Linked DNA regions of Rattus norvegicus: region 1 is linked to region 2. A link is a contact called in public Hi-C data. All regions are on one chromosome and are shown on one strand. The core of a region is the stretch at or near the end of the contact, and the rest is flanking DNA. Distances in the headings are between cores, read along the strand shown. Region 1 holds the start of Osbpl6 (oxysterol binding protein-like 6). Region 2 has its middle 47 kb from the start of Rbm45.

Region 1 (5,283 bases), core at 464-2,963, 86 kb before region 2:
ACCGTGTGTAAATAAAACAACTCAGGCTGCATCCCTGGGCTAATCATATCTCTCCAGATCAGTGGGCCATCCTACCTTGGCTTTCTTTTTTTCCAGGTAAATTTAGTAAGTCCCTAAGGGTATTCTTCTCAAAGCTCATGTTTGATATAAAATAGCAAACATTAGAATAATGGCAGAGAAAAAAGACAGCTGTGTTGAAGTTCACAGACATGAGCTCACGCGAAGAAAGAGAAAAAATGCAGAGCTCTTAAACGGCCTGGCTTTCAAGTAGATGCCTGGCAGGTACCATCGATCTGTAGAACTAGTTGATTAAATATTGATGGAAGGCTAAAGACTATCCGATAGTAATCATTAGGGTGGTAACGAGATCACATTGCGCATTTTTCTAATAGAGGATTTCTGACTTTTTACGGGAAGTGGTTATTATATGTAGTAAACTGATTTTTTTTTTAAAAAAGATATATATGAAATCATGGTCTAAAAATTCACCTGCGTCCTATTAGTTTGCAAGCTGTCATTTGAACTGATGTGCCTATGAGCAGAAAGCTCCTCACATTATATGATTACACTATTCCTAACTTTGGATCCTAAGCGCCCAAGAAGGAACTAGGAGAGTGGTATAATCCATGTTAATGCTCCGCAGATCACAAATGTCTACATCATCATCATCATTGCTATCATAGCTGCTGCCTGCACCCAGAATAAGAAAGTGTGAGTGGAGGGTATGCAGCATGCAAACCTCCCCCAAGGGCAAGCACTAGCACCACAGCCTTCCACACGGGGAAGGCAGTGTGCTGTTGATAGCCATGGTGCGGGGAGTGGGGGTGGGGGGACGTCCAAAGGTTGAAGGTCAAACTCACATGGCCTAATATATCAAATGGCGGCTGGCTCTGGACTCGTTGTTTTAGTCTCACGGGCAAAAGCAGAACCAAGTCTCTTTACAAAACAAAACAAAACAAAACAAAAACCAGAAATGTACGCGTGCTCATACAGTGCTATTTGCATGCAACCATATAAGGAAACCATAGGTAACACTGCAGCCATGTTTATGCTGAGGTCTGCAAGCTGACACTCAAGAAGTGAAGGGTAGTGTCTTGCTTCCCCCATGATATTGTAGATAGAAATATAAAAGTTAACCAACACTTTTGAACATGTATGTCCTTTCCTTTAGAAGAAAGCCAAAGGGAACTTTTTCCTGAGATGACTACACGTTGGATTTTGATGCACTATTTTAAGATCGGATACACAAGAGGTTATAAAGAAGCCCCTCGCTATGGCGTGGTGACGTGCCATTACTGTTGGTGTTATTCAGACTGCCTGACCCACCCTGCATTTGCTGGAGGTGTGTGTTCTTCACACTCACCTTTGCCTCGTGTCAGAGTCTTCTAGCTTGGCTGTACCATTACAACTGCTTCTCAGTGGCCTGGCCTCTGTTCTTTTGCTGCAGTCTGTCAGCCCCGCTGGCACTGCTGGTGCCTTAACTGTCTTCTTTTATTGGCTTCCCAGTAAGAACCTGGAAAAGAACAAGGACAATCACACAGGGCGTTTCCACAGAATGTCCAAGTGACCCTCAGAAAGATGCCTCCCCACAGCTCTCTGGATGAGGAGGCTTGGACGGACAGCCATTTCGGCTTTTACTGCCTCAGCTCCGTCTTAGCCGACTGCGAAGACATGACCACTGACCTCCCCAGTGTTCACATTGCTGATTCACACCTGCTCGCTGCCCAGAGTCTTGAGTAGAACCCTTCAGGTGACACAGCGAATACTCTCAGTGAGGACAAAGTCTAGTAGTCCATTGTCTAGAAGCAAGCTCAGCTTCCTGACGAAACCTGAATAAATACTAGGCAGTGCTGTAGAGATAACAGATGTGAACCGAGATCGTCACGTGAGCTCGTGAATCTCCTGATAAGACCCAGGGGTCGTCCAATTTGCCTTTCAAGAGTAGACCCATCGCTCCGGACGGTACTATCACAGAATCCAGTTTTCAACTTGGCATTGTCTCTCGGGAAGCCAAGATACACAGACTGAGAAAACAAATGTTTACTTTAAGAATAAAGAAAGAAGCCAGTCCCAAAGCAGACGCCTCACCAATGACACCAGGTACCCTCTGACACTGAAACACAAAGGCAGCCCTTCACCTCAAGCCAACGACCCCTCTCTGGCAAGTTCATTTCTTCACAACACAGCACTAAAAGTATTCATCAAGCCAGATGCTGTGATCCACATCCGTCCTCCTAGTTCCTGGGAGGCTGAGACAGGAGAATTTTGATTTAGAGGTCAGCCTGGGTTGCAGAGTAAAACCTTGTCTTGGGGGAAAGGAAAGGAAATAAAAAAACTATTTTGGGGGTTTAATTATTGGAAAGTGAGTCCCTATCCCCTTTCTAACAGACCATGGCCTACTCTAACTTCAAAAGAGCCCTGCCCACCCTCAATGCTATGAGTAGACTGGTTATTCTTTTTTTAAGGGCGAGTGGGGGTAAGACAGGGTCTTATTCTGCAGTCCACATTGGCCTGGAACTTCTGCAGATCCTCCTGCCTCAGCTTCCTAAGTGTTGGCATCACAGGGAGCAACCATGTCCCTCTTGATTGTTTAATATCTTTCTGCCCCAAAGCATTTCTTGCAAAGTTCTCTCCATCCCCTGCATCAAAAATAAATCTATTATATGTGTTACACTTTGTAGATCTAAGCAAACTTAGCAGTAGATGACGCTGACGGCAAGAATGGAGTATGGTTGATAGCCACCAAGATTGTTCCTGTGAGAGGCATGGCAATTTATTTATTTATTTATTTATTTATTTATTTATTTATTTATTTTTGGCACACAGGATTCCACTCATGCCCTTTCATCTCACATAATTAATTGTAGGCAGATGGTGAGATCTAAATTTTCAGAGTAGAAACTCTACTAGCCGCCTTCTCCTGGCCTTTGTCAGTGACAGATTCTGTCAAGTATATAGAGTCCTGGGCTATGAGGAAGTTCCGTTTCCTCTCCCCTACCTCATCTTCTTCCTAGACATTCTTTCCAACTTCTTATTGTCCCAAAGTGGAATGATCAAGAAGTAGAGAGGATCATGTGATACAGACAGGGTTTCCGACACTTCCCTCCATCCCACCACTAAAATTCAGCAGAGAAGAGGGTGATGCAGAGTGAGTCTCGGGGCCCCCAACTAAGAACATTCCTTCTTCCCCACATCCTCTATGAATCCTCACAGTCTGGGCCCAAGGAACACTTTCCCATTTCTCCATTTCCTTCTCCTATCCTCTTGGCCAATGCGCCCTTCAAAATCTCACTCTAAGTCTCAGTCCCTGGATAATTCATTGATTTTCCTCCCCTCCCCTCCCCTGGGGCTTTTGATCTATTCTCCTCCTGTGAGGTCACCCTGGTCTCAGAGTGACTTCTGTTCTGAGAGTACACTCTCAGAAGCAGGGAGCAGCTCTTAAATACTCCACCCACACCCCAACACATACACAGCATGGTCCAGAGTTCAGAATGGAAAGTTAGCAGGTTTTAATCTGCATGTGCCTTATACAGGCATGAAATCTATCATTGTCCATTGTGATAAGGGCAGGCTTTTGTACTGTTGGGCAATGCCAAGATGGAGACGCTTTGGCTTGTTTTGAGACTGTTACTAGCGTTCATGTAGACATCTGCTGTAACCTTCCAGGAGACTGAGTCCTCTGGGTTAAAACTGTTGCACACTTCAGACATAAACAAACAGCTCTGAGAGCCACAAATGAATGGCTATTGTGGTCATACATATTAATTAATGAGAACAGCCAGAGCTATACGGTAACATCTGCATTCTAAATTCCCAAGATTCTAATACTTTGTTTTATTTTATTTTTTAAATTATTCACTAAGTGACATGTCGACTTTATTTTAAGGCCCTGCCCACAGTCTCAATGTGCACAGGAACTGCACACAGGGCAGAAGTCCAAAGGTGAGAAGTCTAGAGCGTTTGAGTCTGGTTGCTCCTTGTGAGAGCACCTGTGGGAGATTAATTCTTAAAGTTCAGGTAAGAAATATGCCAAAGGCAGAGACAGGACTGGTTCTTTACACGAGCAGAATCCAATGGATGCTTTAACAAGAACAGCCTATTTGCTTTTTATCTACCGACACTGACAGGAGAAATCATTTTCTAATTTAATAACAACTTCTGTAGTACCAAAGGGCTCCCAACACCTCCCTCCTGAGACTGTCATTAACTGTAAGTTTTAAAGGTTGAAAGGTTGATTTGATCAAAATCTCCCACACCAACCAATACTCAAGTAGGAGTCTCTGGGAGATCCCATCAAGGAGTTTGGTGACTTGGCAATGATTCTGAGCAGCTCATTCAGGAAGCCAAGGATCAGCATTGTCCCTTTAGCCCGGTGACTAATCCTCCCACAGCCTGCATTCTGCCCACCAGACATCGTGTCCTTGTCCGGTATATTCTCCACTCTTCTTATCTCTCATTTGCTCTGGTCAGAGATAGAGATGAACTCCATCAAAGACTAGACGGTACCATGAAACTACTAGGCAAGCGAACACAACACAAGGAGACTAGGGAAAGGAGGATCCATCACTCTGAGAAATAACAAAGGGAAGTTTCATAAAAACAGTTAGAACGATCAACCATCACCGTCAGCAGGAAAGGGCTTCATACAGTAATCTACAGGCCAAGTTCATTTCACTACAAAATGAGGACACTTGCGACTCTGACTGCTTTCTCTAAACATGTGGTCATGGGTTTTAGCTCAATGTCCGCTTTATTTCCACAAGGACACATTGGTCTCAATTTAAACATCCTATCTTGCTTCCCCCTAGACAATCTACAAGACCTAGCTTGGCTATGTAGCTTTGTCTGTTGCACCACCAACTGAAAACGGGGAGGGGATAAGATCAACATGTTGCTTTTTCTACCACAGCAGGGTCTTGATAAGAAACTTAAATCCCTGACTGGAGAGGTGGCTCAGGGGTTAAGAGCACGGACTGCTCTTCCAGAGGTCCTGAGTTCAACTAGGACCACATGGTGGCTCACAACCATCTGTAATGAGAACTGATGCCCTCTTCTGGTGTGTCTGAGGACAGTGTACTCATATACATTAAATAAATTATTTTATTTACAAAAAAGAAACTTAAATCCCTTCTCCACCTACCAAAGGGTTTCCACACTAGTAAACAATCCAGTAACTTTAATGGAAATAAATGGTGATGGAGTAACTTCCCAGAGATAAAAAACACAAATCCTGTAACTTTTACCTAACAGGTAGGCTTTGCTGAGATGTAGCTAGGAAATTAA
Region 2 (4,738 bases), core at 1,226-3,725:
GTGTGTGTGTTTCAACTCTGCACTCTCTACTTGACTTTGCTGTGAAGTTAACACTGCTCCAGAGAAAAGAGTCTATGATGTTTTTAAGCTCTTAAAATTAAAAACTCTGGCAGGACAGTGGGTGATGCATGTCTTTAATCCCAGTGCTCGAGAGGCAGAAGCAGGTTGATCTCTGAGTTAGAGGCCAGCCTGGTCTACAGAGTGCATTCAGAACAGCCAGGGCTACACAAGGAAACCCTGTCTCAAACAAACAAACAGGGACAAAACAAAAAATTAAAAACACTACTGAGTAACAAATACAATTTGGAAAAAGTCTGCAGATTAGACTCAATTTTTAACTACGCTTTTAGCATACAAGCAATACAAGAGATTTGAAAATATACTTTTCCGTGTTTTTATATTTTTGTTCTATGTATGGTCTTATATCACTCTGAAGTTCAAAAGAGGCTTAGGTTATAACTTGCTGGTAGACCGTGTGCTTAACATACCTGATGCCCTGGTTCAATCACCAATGCTAATTAATTAATTAATTACATGGGGAAAAAGTATTTAAAAGCAAATAGAGCAGTTCCAAGCAGGAGTTAGTGACAAACCCTATAATTTCAGCCTTAGGATAGGACCTGAGGCCAGAGAATGTACAGTCTAAAGCCAGCCTGAGCTACAGAGCAGGACTCTGTCTCCGAAAACAAACAAATATACCAAGCCCACGAGGCTGAGAGACATAGCTCAGTAGTCCAGTAGCTGCCTAGAGCATTCACGGCCCCATGTTCAACCCCTAGCATGCCAGCAATTAAAATAGCAACACAAATAAAGCCAAGAGAAGCTTCTGGACTTCCAAAACAGTATCCAATTTTCAAAACAAATTTTGGGCCAGAGGAACACAGAGCACAGGAGGCAAGAAGGTATGGGGGACAACAGTGACACCCTGGGGACTTGTGAAGGATGGGGGAGGTGTCCTTAGAGGTAGACAGAGGCTAAGGCAGGTCGGGTATGGAATGGGCAATGACCTATGGCTGAGAAGACAAAAACAGACAGCCTTAGCCATCATTCCCAGAAGCAGCCTGGAGTGGGCTTGTCACCCCCTCAGAGGTTCAACAAGTGAGCCCAAACACACCAGGATTTCCAGCTTCGATCTTTCTCTTATGACAAACTAACTTGCAAAGAATCCTAAGACAGAAAAAATTTAAGAAAGATCACTGAATATAATGAAATTTTAATTTATACTTGACTTCCACGTCTCTTCTAAGGTCTACAGTACTAGTAAAAGAAGGTTAAACCTCATATCTGCAATCAATGAACAACCATAGGGGAGGAGAATGTAGGATCCCAGCATGGTGGCCCACCTCTGTAATCCTCAGGAGGCAGAGGCAGGAGGGTTGGAAGTTTAAGGCCATCTTTGGCTACAGAGTGAACTGGAGGCCAGCCTAGACTACGTAAGCATAAAATATCAATAACACAAGTTAGTTCACCTAATGTAAACATGAGCCTTACGTGGTGCTTAACATTTCGACTTCCCGTCTACAGAGGCACTCTACTGTCTGATCATTCCTAATACAAGGAAACGGGATCTGAGAGATCGCTGACCCAGGCTCGGTTGCTTTGCAAATGTAAGACGGGAATAGAACCTGGGTATCCACGATGCTCATTCCAGGGCCCTTCCTGTCAAATATGAACCACTTTGCTGAAAAGGGTCTACACTGACAAAACTTCCTAGGAGACAGCCTATTTCCACAGAGGAATACCCTGAAAGAAACCGATGGAATAGCAAAGAGAATGCAGTTTAGCATGACACCACGCTCACCTGGATCCAACACACTAGAGAATCTCCTAACAAAATGTAGTTACATGAAACCTGCTCTCAAAATTCCACTAGGAAATAGAAATTCCAGATACAGTAGCTAAAGATCACGTACATCCTGAAATCTCTCCAGGCTGGGAAGGTAAACAGAAGTCCTTCAGCTTCTTTCATGTGTCTTTCAAAAAAAAAAATCAGCCTTCTGAGGTCACTACAATGCCCTCTCTTCTGTGACAGGCACTTCTCCAACCTTTCCCACTCACTTCTATCTGCTTTTGTTCTTCAAGTTTCCCAGCTTCAACACCAAAGACTCCCCACCACCCAACATGCTGTACCAAGCCTGCTGGATCCCCTGCCTCTCACCATCCACTTCTAAATAAACCTGTATGAAAGGAACAGAAAGACACATACACACAGAGACCGTCCTTGGAGCAGAAATGGTCATATTATTTTACTCAATAGATTTGGATGCATGGTTAATTCATGACTAGTGTATTTTATTTCTCTTTGGAAAACTTACTTTTCAGCATGGCAGCCAGCTCATAACTATTTGTGTTATTGCCAATGAGAGTCCTGCCAGCACATGGCTATTCTTCTAAGTTGAACGATCTACCGACTGTCCTTGCATTACCTCTCCTGCGTCTCACTATGCTGGGCTGTACATAGCTGGCATTCTTCAGAGGTGTGAGGACAAGGGCATGATGATGCAATCGCTCTTAAGAGAGTAGAACCCAGCAAAGACTTAGCAAGTAATAAAAACAAATTCCAGGGAATGTTTACAGGAATGAAGAGAGCTAAGAGAGGACCAGTGATGGCCAGAAATGAATCCCAGAACCAAAGACAATTAAACACTACAGATTCCTGGACCAGAGATAACTCACCCCCCTGGGGGGAGGGGTTACAGGTGATAAAGACGGTGACCTACAGCATCATGGTCTCCTCAGTTCTACTATGGCTGCACACAATCAGGCAGAGCAACTGCTGTCAGTCTCTGCGCCCTCCCAGTCCCAGGCTTCTACCATTACTGCCTTCCACATTTTTCCTCATTCCCATCCACCTGGGTCCTACTCCGTGTTCTGTGAGTCTCACCCGTGAGAACAGCTAGCTGGGAGAGCAATGACGGAAGCAGGGGAACTATAGAAAACCAAGATGTGTTAATACGTTCCAAAGGACAAAGGCTCCCCGTGTCCTTCTGCATGGACCTCTAACCTGCCAGGTTGTTAGTATCAGTGACTGTTTGTGGAAATAAGCATGTGCTTCCAGCAAGAGACTGACCCCACCCCGCCCCCACCCCACCCCCGATGTGATAACCCCAACGTTACAAGAAGTTCCACTGCTGACAAAACTCAACAAAACTGATCAGTGTGAAAGATCCCCAGGAGACTTTTTAATTGAATAGACAATGAATTCTTGCACTTAACAATCTAAAAGAAAGAATAGGGCACCGCAAGAAAACAAGTGTCTCTCCATATCCATCCGGACCCCATACTTTTCTTTCCAAGAGGCAATTGTCGTTTTGAGGTATTTTGGGGGTTTTTTGTTTTTGTTTTTGTTTTTGTTTTTGTTTTTTTGTTTTGTTTTGTTTTATGGAACAGCATTTACGGTTACAAGCGAAAGTGCGCTCGAGTTCATACTTGACAAGAAGAGTCATTTTCTAATATTTAACATGAACGGTCATTTTCTAACCTGTGCCCTGATCTGTTCTTCCAGCCTAGAGGTCTTCGAGTGCCAACAGTGTTCTGGGTAGTCTTGCACTTTCGATAGCAATCTGATTTTGTTTCTGCATCCAAATTATTTAGTCAGTTCAGGATAACTTTTAATGCTTCTTCCTTAATCAATACTATAATAAATTTCTACACAAATTCATCCTGCAAAGTATATTAATAGAGAAACCCCTCGAGGTCCCTAGAATAAATTTTTAACTTGGGGAGTTAATGCCGAATGATGCTATCCCTAGGTGTCACATCTGCCATCTTGTTCACCTAACTATAAACCATGACGCTCACTGATTTCTGAAAGCCATGTCACCATAATGCATGAAAAGGGTTATGATGCTTGCCAGTACAAGGAATTCAGTACTGTAAGCTCGCATTTCTCTCCTCAGGAAGCAAGCATGATTTTGCATTTATGTGCCACTTCTAATTAACTTTCTGTGAAATGAATGGTTTGTTTATTTCCTTTACCCTTTTCTACTGGGTTATCAGTCGTTTTTCTCTTCTTGATACATAGGAGCAATTTGGACATTAAGAATGCTGTGAACAGTCTCTAACAATAAATTTTATCTTCTGTCCGTTACATGTGTGATCTTTCATCACATGGGGCTAGAGCTCTTTTGTTTTTGTTTACATTTTATTGCTTTTATGGTTTCCAGGATATTTAAAGACTTTATTTTAATGGAGAGTCAAGTGGTTTTCAAAATACCTGCTCTTCATAGCTTCTGGGGTCCGTGTTTTGATTTCCTCTGTTGGTGAAAGACAGGTGAGGTCACGGTCTCCTCCGTCCCTTCTGCTGAGCCTTTACTTCACCATCTGCTTCTGTTGGGGTCAACTCTGTCCTCCTCCCCTGTGTTTCTAGGCGGCTTTTTTTTTACATGAGCCCTACATTGCAGATCTCTCTCTCCTCTCTCTCTCTCTCTCTCCTCTCTCTCTCTCTCTCTTTCTCTCTCTCTCTCCTCTCTCTCCTCTCTCTCTCTCTCTCTCTCTCTCTCTCTCTCTCTCTCTCTCGTGTAGCTCTTGCCTCAATTTGAAACTTACTGGGATCAAAAAGAATATATTAATGTCTTTTCACAATCCACGTGCCATTCAAACTGCGCCACTCTTTCTATTCCTGGGAAATTATACAATAAACACTGTTCAGATGCTCTGCCTGATGGAGTGAGAATATGCAAAAGCTTGTCTAGCTGCTATAGATAAACAGAAAGCAAAAATATGAAATAATTTAAAA

What was found. A called contact is a pair of places that touch in the nucleus more often than the background predicts.
Region 1: a contact with region 2 is called in a Hi-C map of the A7r5 cell line, with 1.4 times the contacts expected there. The contact joins the promoter of Osbpl6 here to the enhancer-like site in region 2. A contact is called at or near these places in 2 of 12 Hi-C or Micro-C datasets (the A7r5 cell line and frontal cortex).

What each region holds. Positions count from the first base shown.
Region 1 is chr3:81,842,461-81,847,743 of GRCr8, reverse strand. Osbpl6 (oxysterol binding protein-like 6) reads right to left here and starts at 1,713. Exons shown (of 26, transcript NM_001107735.1): 1 at 1,659-1,713; 2 at 1,364-1,513.
Region 2 is chr3:81,757,403-81,762,140 of GRCr8, reverse strand. It overlaps a transcript of Osbpl6 not described here. Among named protein-coding and RNA genes, the nearest start is that of Rbm45, 47 kb to the right of the region's middle. Within about 2 kb of position 2,475, at least 10 of the 93 cell types and tissues checked have an H3K27ac peak or open chromatin away from gene starts, as enhancers often do. A contact at or near this core is called in the A7r5 cell line, where this site is marked.